6 separate regions of the Mus musculus genome follow, and regions 1, 2, 3, 5 and 6 are each linked to region 4. The links are chromatin contacts, called in public HiCAR-type, HiChIP or PLAC-seq and promoter capture Hi-C maps. All regions are on one chromosome and are shown on one strand. Each heading gives the region's core, a stretch centred on a gene start, on an enhancer-like site or on the middle of the called end of the contact. The rest is flanking DNA. Distances are from core to core; before and after follow the strand shown.

What was found. Promoter capture Hi-C pulls out the DNA fragments that hold promoters and counts their contacts. HiCAR-type assays count read pairs that join an accessible place to other places. HiChIP or PLAC-seq counts read pairs in DNA pulled down with a chosen protein or histone mark. Capture Hi-C pulls out chosen DNA fragments and counts their contacts.
Region 1: a contact with region 4 is called in an H3K27ac HiChIP or PLAC-seq map of thymic regulatory T cells, with 6 times the contacts expected there. The contact joins the promoter of Grk4 here to the promoter of Uvssa in region 4. A contact is called at or near these places in 3 of 39 promoter capture datasets (liver and pre-B cells), 2 of 484 Hi-C or Micro-C datasets (CD4 T cells and cardiomyocytes), 3 of 115 datasets of contacts at active chromatin or transcription factors (astrocytes, double positive thymocytes and thymic regulatory T cells) and 2 of 9 other capture datasets (adipose tissue and liver).
Region 2: a contact with region 4 is called in an H3K27ac HiChIP or PLAC-seq map of regulatory T cell precursor, with 8 times the contacts expected there. The contact joins the promoter of Slc4a1ap here to the promoter of Uvssa in region 4. A contact is called at or near these places in 2 of 39 promoter capture datasets (liver and pre-B cells), 1 of 484 Hi-C or Micro-C datasets (B cells), 2 of 115 datasets of contacts at active chromatin or transcription factors (astrocytes and regulatory T cell precursor) and 1 of 9 other capture datasets (liver).
Region 3: a promoter capture Hi-C map of liver shows a contact between it and region 4, with 3 times the contacts expected there. The contact joins the promoter of Lrpap1 here to the promoter of Uvssa in region 4. A contact is called at or near these places in 1 of 39 promoter capture datasets (pre-B cells), 1 of 484 Hi-C or Micro-C datasets (CD4 T cells) and 2 of 9 other capture datasets (adipose tissue and liver).
Region 5: a HiCAR-type map of astrocytes shows a contact between it and region 4, with 2.5 times the contacts expected there. The contact joins the promoter of Mrpl33 here to the promoter of Uvssa in region 4. A contact is called at or near these places in 1 of 39 promoter capture datasets (liver) and 1 of 115 datasets of contacts at active chromatin or transcription factors (astrocytes).
Region 6: a promoter capture Hi-C map of liver shows a contact between it and region 4, with 2.2 times the contacts expected there. The contact joins the promoter of Tnip2 here to the promoter of Uvssa in region 4. A contact is called at or near these places in 2 of 39 promoter capture datasets (liver and pre-B cells) and 1 of 484 Hi-C or Micro-C datasets (B cells).

The regions. Positions count from the first base shown.
Region 1 is chr5:34,658,310-34,662,122 of GRCm38.p6, reverse strand. Grk4 (G protein-coupled receptor kinase 4) reads right to left here and starts at 1,744. Exons shown (of 16, transcript NM_019497.2): 1 at 1,119-1,744. The coding sequence starts at 1,170. Nop14 (NOP14 nucleolar protein) reads left to right here and starts at 1,975. Exons shown (of 18, transcript NM_029278.2): 1 at 1,975-2,272. The coding sequence starts at 2,078.
Region 2 is chr5:31,525,578-31,529,274 of GRCm38.p6, reverse strand. Slc4a1ap (solute carrier family 4 (anion exchanger), member 1, adaptor protein) reads right to left here and starts at 2,280. Exons shown (of 14, transcript NM_001347328.1): 1 at 1,591-2,280; 2 at 1,037-1,232. The coding sequence starts at 2,253. It overlaps Supt7l (SPT7-like, STAGA complex gamma subunit), which reads left to right and starts at 2,513. Exons shown (of 5, transcript NM_028150.2): 1 at 2,513-2,660.
Region 3 is chr5:35,103,656-35,107,646 of GRCm38.p6, reverse strand. It overlaps Lrpap1 (low density lipoprotein receptor-related protein associated protein 1), which reads left to right and starts at 1,948. Exons shown (of 8, transcript NM_013587.3): 1 at 1,948-2,168. The coding sequence starts at 1,956.
Region 4 is chr5:33,377,152-33,380,994 of GRCm38.p6, reverse strand. It overlaps Uvssa (UV stimulated scaffold protein A), which reads right to left and starts at 2,299. Exons shown (of 14, transcript NM_001081101.2): 1 at 1,993-2,299; 2 at 1,670-1,769. The coding sequence starts at 1,767.
Region 5 is chr5:31,611,526-31,615,293 of GRCm38.p6, reverse strand. It overlaps Mrpl33 (mitochondrial ribosomal protein L33), which reads right to left and starts at 1,343. Exons shown (of 4, transcript NM_025796.3): 1 at 1,272-1,343; 2 at 673-691. The coding sequence starts at 1,293. The region is part of intron 2 of Gm38424 (a long non-coding RNA gene); the gene reads right to left.
Region 6 is chr5:34,511,548-34,515,329 of GRCm38.p6, reverse strand. Tnip2 (TNFAIP3 interacting protein 2) reads left to right here and starts at 1,351. Exons shown (of 6, transcript NM_139064.2): 1 at 1,351-1,711. The coding sequence starts at 1,433.

The DNA of each region.
Region 1 (3,813 bases), core at 495-2,994, 1.3 Mb before region 4:
TGTCTTCAGGCACACCAGAAGAGGGCGTCAGATCTCATTACGGATGGTTGAGCAGTCAGCACTCTTAACCACTGAGCCATCTTGCCAGCCCCTCAAAACAGTATTATTTTGAATAATAGTATTAATTCAAAAATACTGACAGAGTAATGTCTTTTCTTTCATTTGTTTGTTTCTTTGATGATAGCTCTAGTCTCCATAGTTCTACTATAGTAGAACTCATAGTCTACTCCATAGTTCGCAGACTATGGAGCCTAGACTGCCATTGCACAGAGGATCTTCCTGCTTCAAGCCTCCTCTCTCTGCTCCTTGCTCACAGGGGTTTCAAAGCCCTTAGTTTGGTATTCAATTCTGGACACCACTCACTATAAGAAATTTCTGACAATGTTTCTTGTTAGGGCTTCCCATATTGAAAATAGTTATATTGTCCAATTAAGATTCTTCTTCCTGAAAATCACTTGGAACGTAAATGGACTTGTGGGGTTTTTTGTTTGTTTGGTTGGTTGGTTGGTTTTTCGAGACAATGTTTCTCTGTGTCGCCCTGGTTGTCCTGGAACTCACTTTGTAGACCAGGCTGGATTCCAACTCAGAAATCCACCTGCCTCTGCCTCCCGAGTGCTGGGATTAAAGGCGTGTGCCACCATGCGCCACCACTGCCCGGCTAAAATCAATTTTTAAAAGGAACAAAAAGAAAAATCAAAAACATCTGTTACTCACTGGTTTTTCTCAAAGAATATACTTCACATTCTGTGAGGTGAACACACTGAAGCTTCTTAATAGCGTCTACTTCCCATGGAACCTTTGCCTGGGTAATCCTAGAAAGTGTGCAATGCATAACTTTCCATACTCTGTCTTTCAGATTAGCAGCGCTGAGAGTGAGATGGAACTCAATCAGCCCCTTGTGCCTGTTAGGCTAGCGCTACTGTTTCAAAACAACAAAAGTTAGCCCAGGATCACTGACTGACACCCGCTAAGCTGCAGCTCCAATCCAGAATTGGTTCCAGTAGAATCAAAACTCCCTTATTAGACAATAAGGTACCAAGGAATCAGGATTCTCTCCAAGGTTAAAGTTCCTAGGAGGCGCTACCTTCGGGGAGACGGGGAGCCCGGGGTGCACCCACCTAGACGGGCCTTCAGCAACAGATTGTTGGCCACGAAGTTCTCGAGTTCCATGATCGCTGTCCTGCGCCGTCGCTGCCGCGGTTTCCGACGTCGAACTTTTCGGAGTCGAGGCAATGGAGACGGGGAAGGCTGCGGGGAAGGAGATCCTAAACCCGCGGCAGAAGCCTCGGGGCATCCCTTGTCCTTTGAGGAACGCGGCTTCTGGACGGTGGCCCTCCGCGACAGCGACCGTCTCTGTCGCTTCTTCCTCCGCCTCCTCCGGGGTCGCCACAACTGCCAACAGGAGCGCTGCCGTCGTCGCCGTCGCTGTCGCCGTCGCGGTCGCCGCGGAGATGGGACACGGGTAGGCTCGCTACGGGTTCCAGCTCTGTTGCTGTCCCGGCAAGGGGCTTCCGCTATCGGCGCCGGCGCGCGGTAGCTCGAGCTCCTCTCAGCATCATCGCCCAGGCCCAGGGCGCGTAACTCTCTCCTCAGCGCCGGGTCCTGGGCAGCACTCAACCTTCGCCGCGCCCTACCCTACCGAGGAGCTTACAAACTCGAGAGCGGTCTCCAGCGGCGACGGCGACAGCTCCAGCAGCGGCAGCCGCAGCCGCCAGTTAACTCGCAAGACAGCTGGGCCCCGGCTAACGGTTTTCCTCCAGAGGGAGCCCGAGAGCTCCCCTCGGGGCGGCGTCTGAGGATACTGTGGCGGCTCTCGGGACACTACAGATCCCATAAGGCCCAGCGCCAGGAAGTCGAGGAAGTGTGGCCTCCTGGGAGTTGTAGTCTTTAATCCAGTAAACTGTAGTGCCTGTTTAGTGTCATCCAGGACTTGTGTACTTCTCGCGAAATACGGGAAGCTGACGCACTCATCGCGAGACGAAGCTGGGCGTGGTTTTACATCAGCATCCTATGCACGAGTTTCTTGAACTGCTTGGTCTGTACGCACTGTCGTCCAAAGTGTGGCGGAGTGAATGTCATGGGGAAAGCCAAGCGGACTGGGGCGCGGAGGCAGGTCCACAAAGCGCCCGCAGGGGCGTCCGGAGGCCCGGCGAAAACTAACCCAAACCCATTTGAAGTGAAAGTCAACCGGCAGAAGTTCCAGATCCTTGGCAGGAAGACGCGCCACGATGTGGGCCTGCCCGGGGTGTCCCGCGCTCGTGCCATCAGGAAGGTGAGGGGATAGGCTCTACCCAGGTTCTGCGTACTATGCCCAGTGGCTAGTGAAAGCCATTTGGGGAGAAAAAGATTTATTTGGCTTACACTTATATATTTCCATCATTGAGGAAATTAGAGGCAGGAGCTGATGTAGAAGTCATGAGGGGTGCTGCTTACTGGCTTGCTCTCTATAGCTTGCTTAGCCTGCTTTCTTAAAGAACCTAGGACCGCTGCTAGCACATAGGTGGGCCCTCCGCGGTCAATCACTAATTAGTAAAATGCTCTTTGGGCTTGCTTGCAGCCCGGTCTTATGAAAGTATTTTTTTCCAATTGAAATTCCCTTCTTTCTGATGACTATACTTTGTGTCAAGTTTGCCTTAAACTAGCCAGCAAAACGATCAGGACTGAGGCATAACACTGCCTCTCCTTTGCTTGATATCGAATGCGCTTCCTCTGGAAACCCTTCCTCCTTGGGATCTTCCAGGTATACATTCTTCTTGACTCTTCTTGGAGCTTTTAGGGCCTAAGAGTCAATCTCTTCTGAGCTCTGAGCTGCCCTGTACCACTGCTCTGTATGCTTTGACCATGACAGTATTCGTCCCGTGGATAGGGTTTACAGAGTATGCTCTTTGAATGTTTGGAAATTGTCCTTCCTCTGAATTTCATGAGCTTGTCCCTTGGGAAGTCACTGGAATAGTACCTTTTGGGGATAACCTCATAGCTTCCATCCTTGTTCTTATGGCCCCATCTCAAGAGTATATTGTACCTTCCTTTCAAAACCAGTTCAACAAATGGCATTCTCTATGTAACTGCTGACGTTCGTTTGACTTTAAAAAATAAAAGTTTGTGAGTGCCGTTTGTGCTGTGGCTTTAATCTCTGGGGAATCGGAGACAGGTGGATCTCTGAGTTTAAGGGCTTTATGGTGAGACTCAAAACTTCCAGTTGAGTCTCAAAAAATAAATAAAAGAAATGAGTAAGTAAAAGGCAATTCATGGTTACTTTGAGAAAATTAATAGGTTAGACTTATTGGTAATGTTTGTAAAGGGGATAAGTAAGACCTAGCCTTTGCCCTTCACAGCTACAAATCTGTACTTTGTTACAAAGGATCCAGTTTACATGAGATCTTTAGATTGAAGGAAATTTCTTTTTTAAAAAAACTTAATTACTAATTTTATTTTAAATTTAATTTAAATTTTATTTTTAATACATTTATATTATAAATAATAAATAAATAAATAATAACCTCACCACTATGGTATTTGATCACATCTGGGTCTGTCCTTAAAGGGAATCGCATTGTAACTTTGTAAGGAAATTTCTTTTTCTTTTTGCTCTTTCGAGACAGTGTTTCTCTGTGTAGCCCTGGCTGTCTTGGGAACTCACTCTGTAGACCAGGCTGACTTGGAACTCAGAAATCCGCCTGCCTCTGCCTCCCAAGTGCTGGGATCAAAGGTGTGCGCCACCACTGCCCAGCAGGAAATTTCTTTTGAATTGGGTAAAATATCCATACTGCAAGGAGCTGACACTGTCCTGTGTATGTCCTGTATGTGGTTCAA
Region 2 (3,697 bases), core at 1,031-3,530, 1.9 Mb after region 4:
TTCTGACACTAGCTCAAGCATGCTAATGGTTTCTGGCTTATTCTTTACACTTAGCACAAGTGTTTCTGCATTTGTTCTGTCCTGACATCTACAGCCATACACATACAAGTGCCATAGTGCACACGGAGGGAGCCTATTCTCTTCCTCCATCATGTGCTTCTCAGGGCTCACACTCAGCTCATCACAACTGGCAGCACACACCTTTACCTGCTAAGCAATCTCACTGGGCCACAACTTCTTTCTTTCATTCATTCTCTCATTCACTCAAGTCAGGATTTCTCTACAATGTAACTCTGGCTATCCTGAAATTCAATAAATAGATCATGCTGGCCTGAAACTAACAGAGATCTACCTGCCTCTGCCTCCCAAGTGCTAAGATTAAAGGCCTGCATCACAATGCCTTATTAGCCCCAACTATCTTTTTCTTTAAAAGTTTTATTTTATGTAAAGGGGTACTCTATCTGTATGTACAATTACATGCCAGAAGAGGGCATCAGATGACATTATAGATCATTATGAGCCACCACGTGGTTGCTGAGGGCTGAGCTTTCTCTGAAAGAGCAGATAGTGCTCTTACTACTGAGCCATCTCTCGGCCCTCACCAACTATCTTTTTATAAGCCTGAATATCTATCATCCAAAATGTGGAGCTATACAATAACCTCTTGAATGTTTTGTACTTTGTGAAAATAGCCTGAGAGGTGAAAAAATATCAAATACTGATTTCTCAGCCAAAGAAATGAAGTAAATTTTTCCATGCCCTCCAGGTGATAATTAGCACTCAGAAAGCTCTCTCTCTCTCTCTCTCTCTCTCTCTTTCTGTGTGTGTGTGTGTGTGTGTTTAAATGATAAACGCAATAAGCAAATTACACGGTGAGAAAGAGGTGTATGTATAATGCCCATAATTCAACACTTTTACTCACTAAAGTTAATGACCCTGGGCTTGCAAATTACATTTACCCTACTTCAGCTGTAGGCCTTCTGAGCTGTATGATCAAAAGCACTTGAGGGTGCCACCTTCAGTAGTAGTTTCTTACCCATTCCCCACGTGCAGCCCAGCTCATCATCTTGACCACTTCTACTGCTCTTCCCTTCAGTGGTATTTGCTTCTTCTTCTTCATCTGAGTCTTCACCTAACATCTTCTTCTCCAATAATATCTGCTGCTGTTTACGCAATTCCTTCAACTGTGTTACTGTTAATTCAGATTCTGCCTCTCGGTCTTCCTCTGGTCCCTAATGAATCATGGGTAAAATATATACATATATGGATTCAGAAGTGAGAAAATTACTTTCTGAGACACAGCAACGTACACAGACCTGTGGGTCCAGAATGAGGCCTGTGCTTTTGTCATTGGTTACCAGAATCCTTTTACTCAACTAAACCTTAAAGAAACTCAGAATCGCCGGGCGTGGCGGTGCACGCCTTTAATCCCAGCACTCGGGAGGCAGAGGCAGGCGGATTTCTGAGTTCGAGGCCAGCCTGGTCTACAGAGAGAGTTCCAGGACAGCCAGGGCTACATAGAGAAGCCCTGTCTTGAAAAACCAAAAACAGTGAAGTCCCAAGATTTTTATTTTAGATTTTTCTACCTACCTGAAGGATAAAGAGCCGAGTGCTGCCTCCAAAGCGCATTACATGCCCGACGTGGACTCTACAGTAAGTGCGGGGTGGGATGCGAGTTTTGTTGAGGAACGTGCCGTGGGTACTTCCCAGATCGTAGAGATAAAAGCCCTGCTCATGACCCTCAGAGTCTCCGCTGGGATCCGCCCCCCGGTGCTGTAGTACAGCATGGTACCGAGACACGGAAGGATGCTCCAGACATATGTCACAACTAGCAAGTCTCCCGAAAAAGCAGCAGCTCGTGTCTTTCAAGGTGCGGGTGCCAAGGATGGTGCCACCCTTCAGGGTTTCGAGACTGTAGGGGGCCGTGGCTGGGCTGCCCCACGATGGCTCTCGGTACGGAGGAGCCCGGGTCGGACCGCCAGACGCAGGAGCTACCCGCGGGGAGCGGAGTTGCTCCACCGGTGGACCCCCGGTCTCCTGGCTGTCCGGCTGCGGTGGCGGGACCTCGGGCTCCTCACATCCAGAGTCCAGCTGCGCCGCGAGACATTCTTTCTTCACATCCTCAGAAACGGAGGGACTGGAGGCCGGAGCCTTACCCCGTACTGCGGAAGGCACTGGTAAAACCGGCTTCTTAAACTCGCTACTGACTTCCTGGGGAGCTGGCGCATCTAGCTGAGGGGTAGGATCAGCCATCCTTAGCCGGGTGCAATCTCAAAATGTGTCCCTCGGAAACCCCGACCCCTCGCTCTCTACGTTCCCGCTCACTTCTCCTCCTCCTTCCCACCTCCCTGAGGCTTCTCTGGACAGAAATGTTGGAGTTCCTCTTTCAAGACTCGCAGAGTTTTAAAGATGTGAATAGCACTAGGGAGTCACAATACCAGAAAGCGGGGAGAGGCTCTCAGAGTGCTGTGCAGGATACGGACATTTTAGGCGTTGCATGTAGGCTAGTAATAACTTCCTGTGGCAGAGGGCGATTGGGAAGAAGTGCTTCCGTGGCCTTGGTCCATTAATCAATAAACAAGGCTCCTAGGCTTGACCTAGTCCTCGACTCCGACCTGTCAGAGTCAGGCAGCCGCGTATACCACTCCTGGGGCAGGGCGGTGAGTATTTGAACTTTATTTTCTGGTTCCGGTCCAGAGCCACCCATTTTCCTGCTGCCTTGTAAATCAGACTTCCCAGGATCCTGTGGTCGGCGCCTAAGCCTAAGCCTCCAGATCCGGAGCAAGGAGTCCCTATCTGCAGCTCTCGAATTTATTCCTTTTATGAAGTTAGTAAAGAAGCAATTTATTATTGTTCATTCTTTTATTACTCGGAACAAAATATTGAGATAGCATGTTTAGTGGCTTAACAAACCTGAGCATCGAAACCTCTTTTCTTTTTTACTCTTTGTATTTATGATGTTGGCATGACCCTGGACAACAGCTTCCACATCTGAAAAATTGGAAATAGTAGTGTTAATTTGTCATAAAATTTATGGAAAATTGAACTAAGCCATAGTTAATATTATAACTCTTTGACAGAGGCCTGAAACTATACCAAGATGGCAGCCATAACAAGTGGGAGAATACAGATGAATAAGTCAACTAAAGTTAAGGTTCAGGGATAAAAGCAAATTCATGTAAATATACAAAGAAAGGAGATCTGTTGGGGGGAATGGTGATTTCAGGGATCCTAAAGAACAAATTCAAGTCTGATAAAGATGTAGAGGGTTCCTGGCAGAGGTCACAACTCAAAGGGTCAATTATAAAAATATCTCATGTTCTTGAGAAGCTGAGTGGTGGAGCTGGAGAGATGGTTCTGTGTGCTGCTCTTCGGTGGATCTGAGCTCCATTTCCAGTACCCACATCAGGGGAGTTCACAACCACCTCTAATTTGAGCTCCAGAAGGATCTGATGCCCTCTTCAGATATCCTTGGCACCTGCATACACATGGAACACACAAGCATATACTCAACCCCCAACAGACAACAAAAACGAATGTCTGTGAATGCATAGCCTGCCTGGTCTACAGAGCAAGTTCCAGGATAGCCAAGGCCTCAAAGGGAAACCCTGTCTCGAAATTAATAATTTAAAAATACAATCTTAGCAAAGGAAATAAGCTGAGGGGCCAGTTAGATGGCTTAGTAGGTAAAAGGCAC
Region 3 (3,991 bases), core at 699-3,198, 1.7 Mb before region 4:
ACACCTGGAGTGCATCCACCAGAAGACTGGAGAAGGGTCAAAACGTCCGGTCTGTCCGGGGCCTTCATGAATTGCTAGGCTTGTTACAGTGAGACTGATCTGAGCACATAAACAAGGCTAGTGCATTAAACACTGACTGCCATGCAGCTGGGAGACTGTGCTCCTGGAGAAGATAGGTGACTAGGGACCAGCTTCACATTGTTATCTGAAACCGGAGAAAATAAATGAAGCAACTGCCCTTAAGATCTCAGACAAGCCGGGCGGTGGTGGCACAGGCCTTTAATGCCAGCACTTGGGAGGCAGAGGCAGGCGGATTTCTGAGTTCAAGACCAGCCTGGTCTATAGAGTGAGTTCCAGGACAGCCAGGGCTACACAGAGAAACACTGTCTCAAAACAACAACAACAAAAACAAACAACAACAACAAAAAAGATCTCAGACAATTGGAAGATAGCATCAGGTAGATAGATCTCTTTGAGAGTTCAAGGTGAGCCTGATCTACATAGTTGAGTTCCAGAGCTACTGAGTAAGATCCTGTTTGATCTAAACAACCAGACAAAGCCAAAATAACAACAAAAACCCCCAAACAAAAACAAAACCCTCTCTCCTATCTGAAAAGGAGACATTTTAGGCCGGGCAAAGTGGTGCACACCTTTAATCCCAGTATCTGGGAGGCAGAGGCATACAAATCTCTGAGTTTGAGGCTAGTTTGGTCTATATAGTGAATGCCAGGATAACCAGAGCTAACCAAACCAAACCAAAAATAGATCTCAGAAAACAGGTGCTAACGTCTGCAAACCACCAGGGTTCCAGATATACTGAACCCTTTTTGTGGAAACACAAAATACAGCTTAAAACTATTAAAAAAAGAAAAAAGCACCACTCCCCCCAAATATCCCCTACCCTTGTCCTCCATGTATCTCCCTATTGGAGACCCTTTCTGGTTGTACTGGTTAGTTTTGTGTCAACTTGACACAGCTGGAGTTATCACAGAGAAAGGAGCTTCAGTTGGGGAAATGCCTCCACAAGATCCAACTGTAAGGCATTTTCTCAATTAGTGATCAAGTGGGGAGGTCCCCTTGTGATTGGTACCATCTCTGGGCTGGCAGTCTTGGTTCTATAAGAGAGCAGGCTGAGCAAGCCAGGGGAAGCAAGCCAGTAAGGAACATCCCTCCATGGCCTCTGCTCGGCTCCTGCTTCCTGACCTGCTTGAGTTCCAGTCCTGACTTCCTTGGTGATGAACAGCAGCATGGAAGTGTAAGCCGAATAAACCCTTTCCTCCCTAACTTGCTTCTTGATCATGATGTTTGTGCAGGAATAGAAACCCTGACTAAGACACTGGTCATCCTTACCAGACGACTCTTCTGCCTGTCCCTCCTGGGCCCAAACTGCTGGTGCCTGTACCAGACTCCTGGGTTCCTCGAGCACCAGGTTGTCACCAGGCCAGGCCATGTCCCCAACAGGCTTGCTGGGCCTCACTATGTCCATTGGATTTTCTCCAGGGCTGCAGGTGCAGAGACTAGGCAAGTGCACAAAGCCTTCCAAACAGAAACCCCGGAGGGGAAGTGTCTGGGATGTGTCCCAAAGACGGAGCTGAGATAGCTGCTCCCGGGTTTAATGGCAAAATCATCTTCCGCCGCACTTCTTGTGTGATTACGAGGAGTGGGGCGGTGCATAAGTGCGCTTTCCCAGCTGCTTCTCCTTACAGCCCCGCTAGTGAGCTCTGAATTTTGCAGCCCCAGCGTGAAAATACCTTGGGATAATTGCTCTTTGCTGGTGTTGGGCAGGGCGGAGCCAGAGACCGAAAAGTGGGCAGTCATATGGGCGGGGCCTGGGGTGGGCGGGATCGGATTGAGAAGGGAGGCGGGGCCTCGCGGAGACCGGTTGATGGGCGGGGCTACAGATGGGCGGTCCTACAAGACCCAGTCCTGTCAGTCTGCTAGCGCTTCAGAGGAAGATGGCGCCTCGAAGAGAGAGGGTCTCTACGCTGCCCCGGCTCCAACTGCTAGTGCTGTTGTTGCTGCCGCTGATGCTTGTGCCCCAGCCCATAGCAGGCCATGGCGGCAAGTACTCGCGAGAGAAGAACGAGCCGGAGATGGCCGCCAAGCGCGAGTCCGGGGAGGAGTTCCGCATGGAGAAGCTGAACCAGCTATGGGAGAAGGCCAAGCGGGTGAGCGGGGCCAGGGAGACGCGCGGGGATGGGGGCGAGGTGCTGCGTGTGAGCGAAGGAGAGCAGGGCCCTGATTGAGAGGCCAACATAACCTCTGGGACGGGGAACGGCCTACCCTTTGTACAGCCCCCCTTTAAATGTCAGGTGGGCCATCTTGACCTCACTTGTAATAAGAGACCCATAGGCCCTAAAGGAACTTGGTGCTGGTGTCAAGGGCCTGTGGTTGCCTTTAGTGCAATTAGGGACCCTAAAGAATGAGTGACACCCACCCTTCCTAGCTGTGGACACCTCTGCCCAAAAAGCTAATTTTCCAAAGAGCCAATTCAGATGGAGGTAGAGGGGAGGGGGGGCACTTTCTACATGGGGCCAGACTTGGAAGTCTTTTCTTTATCTGTATTTACTCCAATGAAAGAAAAAAAAAAACGGTGCCCTGAGATAAGACTGTATGGAGATTGCAGAAGCCCCAGTTGCTAATGGAGCTGGTTAATTTGGGTAAAGCAGTTCCTTAGGGGATTGGAATTCCTTAGTATAGGTAAACACTACACCCTGTCTGGGGAATGCTGAAGTTAGATTTAGTAGCTATGCTAATCTCTCTTCCTTTTGAAATGGAGATATCCAGAGCCTGAGGGCTGGCCTGGAACTTGGGTCCCCTCCCAGATTACAGTCCTAGGCTAGGACTTGGGCTTTTGTTTAAGTATTCTTTCAGAGCCACACTATCTTCCTCTAGAGCTTGCAGAGGGTTGCCCTTTAGCCCTCCAGCTTAAACATTCCTGAGTTTGAGGGGAGAGTAAATAATTTGCAAACTAAGTGATTTTTTAAAATAAAACCGTGTAGAACTTTGGCCCTGGAGACTTTGGATGGAGAGGTAGTTGGGAGGTTGGCTTCTGGGGAAGGGGAGTGGTGCCTCACAGACAGCTTAGTGGCCAGCCAGTGTCTTTGAGAGACTGCTGCAAGAGGGGGACAAGTGTCCAGCCTGCAAAGGTTTAGGACAGCCCTGTGGCCTGGAAAAGCAGTTCAGCTTTCTGGGGGAAGGGTCCGGGAGCAGAGCTGGGAGTGGCTGTGTGAAGAGCATGGGAGCAGTGGGAACCATCTAGGGTAAAAGGCTGGCTGTCCCTGACCGCCATCTCCAGGGGTGTGCCCACGGGATGAGTGTGCTTCACCTGGGATTACCCAGTAAGATGAGGATGGGGCCACGAAGACATTAGCAGGTACCGTCGAAGACTGTTGGGGAAATGTGGTCTGCTGTCCGTAGATCCTGGGGTCTCTTTCACTCAGAAGGTGGCCCCCAGTCCTCCACATGCACATCCAGGTGACTTTCATCCTCACTCTGTGCCTTGGTGGTCTCCTGGACCTCCACCATGGCCACTGATCAGTGGCAGCATCAGATTATATTTCTGCTGGTTGTCCACAGTCTGATGTCACTGTGCGGACGGCTGCTCTCGTCATCCTGTCTAAGCCTTGGGCTGCACGTCATTCCAGCCCTCCAGCCCTAAAGTTCTGCAGGGGATTTGCGTTCACTTTTTCTGTTGAACGGAGGGGGACATTCGTTCTTCCAGTGGCTTCCCTTACAGGATGTCCTGTGTCTACTCCCTCTACTTCCAAGGAGCCTAGGCCTTGAGGACATAGGTTGAGTTTTGCTGCTTTTCTTTCTAGACAGGGAGGCTTCCAGCTGGGTCCTACCTGCTAGGTCACCTGAGCTCAGGGGGAGAGCACCAGGTTCTTATCTTTCATGTAAACATTTGGGTTGGGCCTTCTGCCCTTCGGGGTGAGGCCGATAGTGCAATCAGCTCCCATCCCTACTGTTTTAAGTAGTTGAAGTGCTC
Region 4 (3,843 bases), core at 1,050-3,549:
TTCCAAGCCATTCCACCATCTTGGAGCCAAGCACTCAAATACATGAACCATTCTCATTCAAACTATCAGACAGGGAATGCATGAGGTGGTAATGTAGAAATACAACAGACAGAGCAGCAAATGCTCACAATAAGATATAATAAGCCCAACTCTTTGTATAGCAGAGACATCCGAGCTGTTAAACTTTTCCCTGCTTGAGCCAGCTTTCTCCCTTGGAAGGATCCTCACTCTTAAGAAACTTTCTTGCTTTAGTTGCTACTACACAATCTTTGTTCTGATACATGAAAGCCTAGAACCCCTCTAGAGGTGCCCTCTGAGCCCCAGTGTCAGCCAGACAGGACTGAGTGCATAGACCAGAATCCTCTACAGGAAATGGAGCAAAAGGTTCTCAAAGTCCTCTGGGTTGCTCCTCTATTCCCATTTCCATACCCTATGTAAATCACACTTGGAGGTTTTTCTGGGGTGTACAGCTAAACCAGGCCCAGAATTATTGCAATGTGAATACTCTACCACTTCAGAAAGAATCATTTAAGTTCTCTCATTTTATAAACAAAGGCTCATTAGTGACCAAGGCAATGAAGGAATTTTGCTTCTTAACCAAATAAGACTGCCTTGAGTAGCAAGGCAGGGAGCATCACAGTGCTTCCTTCCGAGGGATTAATAAGGATGAGAACGACTACTTTAAAGATTGGGTCCGGGCTGGAGAGATGGCTCAGCGGGTAAGAACACTGACCACTCTTCTGAGGTTCTGAGTTCAAATCTCTGCCACCACATGGCGGATCACAACCATCTGTTATAAGATCTGACGTCCTCTTCTGGTGTCTGAAGACAACTACAGTGTACTTATGTATAAAAATAAATGAATCTTTTAAAAAAATATTGGGTTCTATGATGGTACATGCCTATGACCCCAAAGGAACACTTAAGTGGAAGCAGGAAGATCAGAAATTCACAGCCAGCCTTAGCTACATAGTAAAGAGGTTAACCTGGGCTACATGAGAATCTGTCAGAGAGAGAGAGAGAGAGAGAGAGAGAGAGAGAGAGAGAAGAAGAAGAAGAAGAAGGAGGAGGAGGAGGAGGAGGAGGAGGAGGAGGAGGAGGAGGGAGAGGAGGAGGAGAAGGAGAAATAATAATAATAATAATAATAATAATAATAATGATGATGATGATGATAATAATAGGTAGCTCAGTGGTACAGTTTGCTTGGGGACAGCATGCTTGGGGCTCCTGAGCATCCCTGGGGGTGGGGCGGGGGTGGGGAGGCCAGAGCCACTGACCCAATCATGAACTCTTTACTCCAACGGAAAAGAAGAGGATCTACTTTTACTGACATAGTGTGATAGCTTTATACCTTACAGAAATCGTCAGAGGCACCAAGTTCAGAGTTTGCGCGACATTCTGGACCCAGGTACACCAGGATTACAGCCCCAGAAATCCTTTAGTGGTTCCTGAGACAAGGCCTTACTATGTAGCCCAAGCTGCGGGGAACTCATGCTACTCCCAACTCTACCTCACAACAGGCAAATGCCACCATGCCCTGGTGATCAGATAATTCCTTCCTAGGTAGTGAATGCAGGAGGTGGCAGAGGTGTACAAGAGGGCAGAGGGTCCACAATCTCCACGGTGTGGGTGCTCAGGGGACATTGGCACATTTAGCCTCAATACATACTTGCAAATTTTCTTCAGTTCCTTCATTTTCTGAGCATTGAGTTGGGATTCTCCTGAAGTTGTGAGCTCCTCTATCAACTGTGAAAGTTTCTGATCCATATCTAGAAACAAGGGACGCGGAGATGCTGAGTTAACATACAATAAATACTTCACGGTCTTAGTTTTAAGTTTATGGGGGACTCCAAATACTGGGGATTACGGCAAAGGCCCTAGGGTGTCTCTGTAGGTTGTCTCCCAGGCGAAGAAGGCTAGCCACCACATTCCCACGGAAGGCCATCAAGCCCTTCGGTGATAATTAGCTAAGGTTTTAAAGATGAGACTAACTCCGGCAGTCTTCGGTCAGCTGTGTGGGTGACGTTACCGCGGGCTAAGGGGAAATGTCACTAAATTTTAAGCAAACTGGCCGCACAAGAAACTCGCTCTCTGCAAGCGACAGTCTCTGGACAACTGCGGGGGCGACTGATCCGACCCTGCGGGCCGAGAATCTGACCAGCCACGACCCTCAGTCCGCCGCACTCGCTGCCTCAGGAGACGTAGTACCAGCGTCCCTCAGCCCCGGTGACACGGCCCGCAGGATGCAGCAGCTTGTTTCGCCCACCCCTTCCGGTGTAGACAGAGCTCTCTCTGTTACAGGCCCCAGAGAGCAGCGGGCACACACTCGCGAAGACCCGCGGCGCAGGAGCGGAAGTCACCGCGACGCGCCCGCTCTGGTCCAGTCCCTTTCAGATGAGGCAGCCACCCGTCTCCGTCATTTGCCTGGAGCGGCTCCACAGCGCAGGCGCGAGGACGCGGCAACGCGGTGACGCAACGCTCCTCCAGGGGGCGGGGCAGATCGAGAAGAACTAAGCGCGAGAAAAAGGAGGCGGGAGGGCCCGGCAAGTTCTTAAAGGGGCGGTGGCTTTGGGTCAGGAGTATGAGACTGAGGTGCAGAAAGAAGTTTTGATCTGGGGATCAGTTCTCTGGCCACCAGGAGGCTCGCGGCCTATGTACAGCCTCTGTATATCTGCTAAGAAAGCTCAGAAGGGAATCTGGGCGCAAGTCCGGTTGGGAAGGGTCGGCCCGCCTCCCTGACCGGGTCAGTTGTCCACCCCAGGACAGGCTATGGTGGGAGGCACCGTTGCAAGGCTGCCCTGGGGTAGTGGTGGTTGCACTGATTGGATGTTTTAAAATGTCAGTTCAGTCTCAACGTAGATGATTGTAGAAGATATGTCAGCTCTCGGCTAGAGCTGCTTGCTCCCTTCCTACAGCTTCACAGTGTTCAGGACTCTGGCCTCTACCAACCTCACGCTGCTTCAGCCCAACTCTTGAACGCACAGACCCCGGATACTGCCGCCTTAGCCGGCTCACAACTCGCTCTGCCTTTCCGCTGTCAGCTCCTGCTTCGCTTAGCAAAGGAGAAGCATACACCGGTCTCCCTGTGTATCCGGTTTGGGGTTCGGGTCTGCACCCATAGAGCGGGCATTCAGCCAGTTTGTGTGTCCTGCAGGACGGTCTTGAGCTTCTGGACTAGACTGTTAAAAGCATGGTGTGCCTACTGTCCCACCCACTTACCTACCCTTCCCTGAATCCGGGTCAGTGAACAAAGTCAACTGGACTCCCCCGACACGTCCGTCCCCTCCCCCCCCCTCCCCCGTTCATTTGTGTTGTGTTCAATATGTGAGGATCTGGCAACTCAACTTGTGATGTTTGGAATCTGAGCTCTTCCCACCACCTCTTGGCAGGTCCCAGTCCTCATACACTCGTGAGATTGATCGTGGACTGTAGTTTCTCATTTTACATGCACAGATTGCCCCCACCCATCCCACCCCCAAAATTTAAAGAGAATGAAATGTCTTTAAGATATTATTACATTTTTTTTTATTGGGGGGTTAGAAGGTGGGACCCTCCCTAGTATGATCAGGACAATTTCTGAGAGGTGGTTCTCTCCACCATGTGGGTTCCACTACTCAAACGGAAGTTGCCAGGCTTAGCAGCTGTGTGATCTCAGGAGTTGGAAAATGTCTTTTAAAGAAGTACAAGAAAAGGTTGTGTCAAGCCAGGCTTGTACATATGTGCGGCGGGGCGGGGGGGGGTGGGGGGGGTCCGTCAAAAGTTGAGCTTGCTGCAGACAGGAGCAAGAAGTGGCCTGCCAGCACTTCTCAGGGAGTCCTGGGAAGGAAACGAGAGCAGATCCAG
Region 5 (3,768 bases), core at 94-2,593, 1.8 Mb after region 4:
TGGACTGGCCCATAGGCAAGGCACAGGTCTAGCCTCTCAGTTCCAGCTGCCTAACGCTTAGCTCTGCAATCTTTCTAGTGCTTGGACTGACTTCTATAAACAGGCTCTAGGTTTCCATCAAATCAGAGCTCATCTGTAGATTCCTGCAGAAGACTCAGGCAAATGGCTCTGGTTAGGTAGAGCCAAACAGATCACCAGCCTGATGCTTGCTTTAGGAGCAAAGCAATGAACTAATAGATTCTGAGGTGAGACCAGAAGCAAAGTTCCTTTACACAAAGGCTGTGAATACTCCCTGGGACAGAAGGGAGACAGCACAGTCCTCAACTTACATCCTCAGTTTACCCAGTGCAAATGCACTGCTTTGCAAGAGGCCACATTTCCCACTGTGCTCTCTTCCCCAGTTAGTAACGGGTACCTCGGCTTCCTACCAGCCACAAAGGGAAGAGGAAGCAGGGTTGCTAAGCGACATGATCTGTGGTTTTGGTATATCAGATGCATTCTCAGCTTATGTATCTGCAACCCAGGATCGAACTGTCAATGGTAGCACCATCAAAGGACTTTTCCCCCAAGGTGCTCACATCAACAAAATAATTAACCAAATAAATAACCCCAGATCAACTCTTGGGAGATCAAACCCAAACACTGGGCCAATAAAACAAAAACCTTACTTACTTTGACTTGCTCTTGGCAACTTGTGTGTGTAAAGGTTGGAAGAAAGAAAAAAGATAAGGTTGTTATTTTTTTCATTCGAAGTGCTTATCAACATTAGTTGTAACCAAAAACACTTTAAAAGTATTCCCCACTTTACACTAAAATAACTTTTTCCTGGTGTGAGTCTGGCCCACACAATTATGAATGTTTTGTTGTTGTTGTTGTCTTGGTATAATCAACAGTTGTCTGCCATCTTAACATCGTTCTAAGTAATATCTGCTCTATCCCCACCCTTCTATAGTGTAAATATTTGTACTGCAACACAGCTCTTGTTTGAACTTTACAGACTGCAGCAAAGTCGCCTGAGATGCTAACTCTAATCAGGATGTCAGCCAGGAGCCAGGCAGCGGGGTAATACCACAGCGGCCAGTAGACATTCTTCGGACACCCCTGCAGAGGGCGACGGGGCTCCCGCCGCCTTCTCACCAGACCCGGAGGCGCGCCGCGGGGTGGCAGCCGCCGCGCCAGGTCCTCCACCCCTCCGGGCTCCACCTCGGGACCTGCGGGTCACCGCCTCGGCTCCACGCCGCAGGCCCTGCCGCCGCCTCAGACCGACTTACAAGAGACAGCGGAGAGCAGCATGGTCCACCGATTCTCACCGAGACCCGCCTAAAGAGCTCAACGACTACTTCCGGGGCATGCGCGGGTTCCGGTAGAAGGCTCAGGAAGTGGACAGAAGCCACGCCCTCCCCTGAAGTTCGGGCAGTCTCTGACTCAGTGATTTATTGGTAGTGAATTTTGTGGTATTATGGGAAGGACCCCCCCTCCATACAAAAGATAATACTGCCAAATATCACAATACCCAGATCTGCCTGGCTCCAAAACATGTAGCCTTTCCCAAGAGACACTGATCTATCTTTTTTTTTTTTTAATTTTATTATATATTTTCTTTATATACATTTCAAATGCTAGCCCGAAAGTTCCCTATATGCTCCCCTACCCACCCTGTACTGGGGCATATAAAGTTTGCAATACCAAGGGGCCTCTCTTCCCAGTGATGGCCGACTAGGCCATCTTCTGATACATATGCAGCTAGAGATACGAGCTCTGGGGGTACTGGTTAGTTCATAGTGTTGTTCCACCTATAGGGTTGCAGACCCCTTCAGCTCCTTGGGTGCTTTCTCTAGCTTCTCCATTGGGGGCCCTATGTTCCATCTTATAGATGACTATGAGCATCCACTTCTGTATTTGCCAGGCACTGGCATAGCCTCATACGAGACAGCTATACCAGGGTCCCTTCAGCAAAATCTTTCTGGCATATGCAATAGTGTCTGGGTTTGATGGCTGATTATGGGATGGATCCCCGGGTGGGGTAGTCTCTGGATATTGTACTCTGATCTACCATTTGCCCAGCAATATTTTTATGCCTGTGCAAGAAGTCCTAACTCCACCACCAGGGACCTCACTGGTAACTTCATCTCCCAATTAATAATCAGGATTTTATTATTTTTGCTGTTGTTTTGCTTAATTTGTGTGTTTATAATGACTCTCCCTATATTATAATTTATTTTTACGCCTGAGTGTTTTGCTTGCTTGTATATTTGTGTACCACTTGTGTGCCTGGTACCTGAGAAGTTTAGCATCATGCTTCAAATCTGGAACCAGAGTGTTATGATAGTTGTGAGCCACCATGTGGGTACTGGAAAGCAAACCCTACTCCCATACAAGAGCAACAAATATTCATAGTGGCTAAGCAATCCTCTCTGGCCTGTTGTTGTTGTTGTTGTTGTTGTTGTTGTTGTTGTTGTTGTTGTCTTAAGTGATCTTCTCAGCAATGCTGTATTTCCATTTCCATGTGAGGAATCCAAGGATAAGAATAACTAACTTGGCCAAGGCTGTTCCAGTTATTAGTGGAAAGTCTAGGTCTTGAATCCAAATCTTCAAAATCTGGAGGTCATATTTTAAATTTTCAAATATGGCAGGCATGTACTTAGTGCTAGTCTAGCTAAATCAGAGAGTTCCAGGTTCAGTAAAGATCCTATCTCCAAAAAAATTAAATAGGGTAGAGAGAAAGCAACATTGGCCTGTCCTCCACACATGCACATATGTTCATGTGTGCCAGTTCACATGTACACACATATAACACAGGAACACAAAAAAGATACCATGTCTCTTGAATGCTTGAATGGAGTGTGAAGGAGGCAATTACTTTCTCCTCCCATTAGGTACATCTGCCTGTTATTTACACCTAACACAGTGCTGGCAGCTGGTGACTTGATTAAGATGTTACTGATACAGATGTAATTCCAGATTTAGTTTTTCTTTCCACCTGAACTTAGCCCTCTATGCCTTATAAAGTGCAGAGCAGCAAAGGCAGCCAGAAAGGAAAGGTGCAGTTAGTTAGGTAAGGAGAACAAGTACAGCCTTTGTGGAAGCTGGAGTTGGGGAGGGAAGAGAGGACACCACTGTTTAACCCGGATCTCCACCCAGAGAGTGGATGGCGGGAGTGAGAACCCACACCTCATCCTAGGTGCACCTGCCTCGTGTTGGCAGACACGCACTTAGTGATGGGATTTGGACCTCTCTATGCTGGGAGGTCCCTGACAGCACACTATCCAGTCCACTGTCACACATACGCCCTGCCTGACTCAAAGTTGGGGAATAAAGCTGTTGTTCTTGTCCACAAGATCAGTGGTGTTAGCTCCCTAACCTATCCCTCAGACCAGGGAACATGGGTACTGGTAGAAGGGAGACCCCACAGGAGAAGATTGAGTTTTCCGAAAAGTGATGGTACTTGCTCAGTTGCCTCCAGGCAGACCAAGGCAATTTCAAAATCAAATCTCAACAATTTAGTATTAGAGCAAAGAGCACCTTGGAGAATAAGACTGAAAGCTGGGCTTATGCCCTGGGTTCAGTCTCCAGGGAATAGGCATCCTTAGGTTGGCAGTTAATATGCCCCCATCATTCAACCCTGCCATCATGACTCGGCCCCATGCCTTTTCACTGAGGTCTACTACAAGGCAATACCATTAGAAAGCATTTCCTGACCTGTATGCCCCATCTCACCCCACACTTCCCTCACTGTCCCCTCAGAGCAGCCAGTAGACTTCTCTGTGG
Region 6 (3,782 bases), core at 102-2,601, 1.1 Mb before region 4:
TCCACTCCCACACCCACTTCCCCTTCATCCCACAACTGCCTCAGTCAATCAAGATGACCCTGCATGACCATAGCAATGACTGTGCTGGACAATCATTTAATCATGGAAGTTTGGATGAGAACAGCTCCCATAGACTCATGTTTGGATACTTGGTCCCCAGTTGGTGACTCATGTAAGGTTAGAAAGGATTTCAAAGTATGGCCTGTTGGAAGAGCTGTGCCATTATGGGCAGAGAGATTCTGAGGTTTCAGCTTGCCCTCTGCTTCCTGATTTGTAATCAAGATGTGAGCTATCAGCTTTAAACATCTGACCCTTTATCCCAAGTAATGCTTCTTCTATACGCTGCCTTGGTCCTGGCATTTTGTCACACTAATAGAAAAGAAATACGCACTCATTCTCTAGTTCCACAACACCCCTACCAGGTAGGGAAGGAAGCAACTGTGACCCATCTTTTCTGAGCAGAAGTTTTGGGCTGGAAGGGCTAAGAAGGAACTGAACATAAGTGAGCCAGGTCTGTGACTCCCAGTATCCATCCCATACATTCTTGGCGAGGTCTGGCTTTGCTTATAGTTTTATACTTGCAAGTGAGTGTGTTCCTGCAGGCTCAACCAGAGCTTGCCTGTGAGCAGACAGGGTATTGAGAGTAGAAGACTGAGCAGAAAAGGAGACACACATCCTCACATAGGGAGGGGACCTCCATGAGATCTTAGCAATGAGCCATTGAAAGATTCTCACGGAGGAGAGACTTCCCAGTGGAAAAACAGTGTTCATATGGAAACTGTGGGAAGGAAAGGGTGGGCACCCTCTTGTCTTCTGCTAGAACAGCTTCTAGCGCTAAGGCCATCCTAACGCGAATTTAGGGGCATGCTGGGGTTTGGTGGCTGGCTCTGGGCTCCATCATGTACTCTGGATGGGAACACCTTTCTGGGTCAGTGTCCCTCTATGAAGAAACGCATGTCAAGTCCCGGAAGAGGAAGGAGCCCAGCCAATGAAACCTGACCACACTCTACGTCCCATGTTTGAAGTCCTTTGATTTATTTGCTTTTCTTCAGCTGCTGTACCAGAGGATACCTAACCCCAAACCCTGGTCGCAGATGGGGTCTGACTCCAGGAAAATTCCTCAGACGCAGGGAATAGAGCAGACAGCACCTAGAATGGAGCTGGTGTGTCAAGAGAAAGTGAGATCATAGAGTAGGAGGGACCAGCTGTGGGAGGGGACGGAGTCAGACTCCCGGCAGTGGGAGAGGCGGAGCCAGCTGTAGGCGGGGCGGAGTCAGACTCCGGGCCATGGACGAGGCGGAGCCAGCTGTGGGCGGGGGCGGATTAGGCTCTGGGAGTGGGCGGGGCGGGAAACGTTCCGGGAAGGCTGGTTTTCGCTCCCCCTGTGTGGAGAAGTTGGAGACGCCCAAGTCCCCACGGAAGGCCTACAGCCATGTCGTCTGGGGACCCAAGGTCTGGTAGACAGGACGGGGCCCCGCGTGCGGCCGCAGCGCTCTGTGGCCTGTACCACGAGGCCGGCCAGCAACTACAGCGCCTGAAGGATCAGCTGGCCGCGCGTGACGCCCTCATCGCGAGCCTCCGCACCCGCCTCGCGGCTCTGGAAGGGCACACGGCGCCGTCACTCGTGGACGCACTTCTGGATCAGGTGGAGCGCTTCCGTGAGCAGCTGCGACGACAGGAGGAAGGCGCTTCGGAGACCCAGCTGCGGCAGGTGCGGGGCGGGCGGGAGCTGCTGCGCAAGGCGGCCTGGGGAACTTGTTGGAGCGAGTGACGTGGAGTCCAGAGATGCGCGAGGTCTTGAGGGTCGCGAGGATATGAAGCTCGAGGTGCGGGTCTGAAGAGCTCGAGGTCTGAGCATAGTGGTTTAGGGGTGCGCTGGGGTTTGAAAGGAGCTGGGTTATGAGGGATACGAGATCCTGAGACTAGTGGGTCCTGAGGTTTCAGGGTCTGAAGGGCGTGGGGATCAGAGGCGCAGGTAATCCTGTTGGATTAGGGTCTGAAGGTAAGAGTCTGGGTAGTTCAGGGTATTGAGCAGTTCGGGATTCATTCGTAGGCTCAGGGGATATGCCAGAGGTGAGCAGGAGTCTCTGGGGCTCGGGGTTCTGGTGAGCAACAGGGTGGTAGGGGTGTGACTGTTTGAGGAGTACCAAGTCCTGACGTCCTGCTGAGGTTATGAGCACTTCTGAGGGACTTGTAATAGAGGTTAATTTGGGACAGACCCCCTGGGTCTCTCGACTTTGAGGGGTACTGCTGTGGGAAACTTACTCATGAAGTTTTGTGGGGGACAGGGTTCTGCGGAATGTGAGGGATCCTGGAGTGCAGGGATCTTGTGGGGCATAATGTTCTGAGGTAGCCTCGAACACGTGGTTCTGTTGGTAGTAAGCTTCTCCAATATGTACTCATATTATTAGTAATATTATTATATTAGTCCCAAAGGGGTGTGTAGCTGTTTTAATCACTGCCTTATTTGCGTTAAAGAGATACCATGACTAAGGCAACTCTTATAAAAGAAAGTATTTAATTGAGGGCTGGCTTACAGTTTCAGAGGGTCAGTCCATTATCATCATGGTGGGGAGTATGGTAGCTTGCAGGCAAGCTTGGTGCTGGAGAAGTAGCTGAGAGCTACATCCTGATCCACTGGCAGAGAGACGTCCACTAGGCCTGGTGCGGGCTTTTGAAACCTCAAAGCCCATCCCTAGTGACACAGTTCCTCCAACAAGGCCACATGTCCTATTCCTTCTCAAATTGTGCTACTATCTGATGATGAAAAAATGCAAATATATGAACCTGTGGGGGCATTCTCATTCAAGCAACAACAGTGGGGGCACCAGGCTTGACTAAGATGGAATTCTGAGGAGGGGTGGTGTTCAGGGTTCTGTGGGACAGACACTAGAGGCTCTAAAGGACATGAGCGAAGCATGGGGCCAAAAGGGTCTCAAGGATATCCTGACAGGCATTGCCCTTTGAGGACTGTGTTCAGGTTCCAGTGTGTGTGTGTTGGGTATGAGGAGGCAGTATAGGTCTTGGTTCTTGGGTTCTGTGTTAGGGAGGTCTTCTGTGGAATGTGGGGTTCTGAATCTTGAGGAGGGTGCCAGGGGCCTGAGAGATGCATAGGGCTCCTAAGGATGGTGCTCTGAGAAAGAAGACCCATGGTTTTGGTTGGTGGCATTTTAGTATTATGTGGGAAGAAGTGACAGGTGCCAGTCTGATAATATGTGAATTCTTATTTGGCTCTCCTTGTCATTTGGTATCATTTGGTTCCTGTGAGATATCATAAGCACACAAAACTGAAATGAGTAATAATACTTTACTGGAGCAATTATTTCTAAACCTGACAACCTTGTCCGGCATTTGGAGGGATGCTGGCATTTTATTCCATTTGGTCCATAGCTGTCTTGATTTTCCCAGGAAAGAAAATAAGAGAGGAGATTACCTGATAAAAGATAATGCTTGTTTTCAAGATAACCACTGCAGCTAGATTTCTTTCTTTCTTTTTTTTTCCTTTCTTTTTTTCCTTCCCATCTCCACCCTTTTTGTACTGGGGATTGAAGCTAGAGCCTAGGCAGGTGCTCCACCATTGAGCTACATGCATCTCCGGTTCTCTTCCTCCTCCTCCTCCTCCTCCTCCTCCTCCTCCTCCTCCTCCTCCTCTTCCTCCTCCTCCTCCTCCTCCTCCTCCTCCTCCTCCTCCTTCTTCCTCCTCCTCTTCCCCCTCTTCCTCTTCTTTTTCTTCTTTTTGTTTGTTTGTTTGTTTGTTTGTTTTTGATACAGGGTTTCTCTGT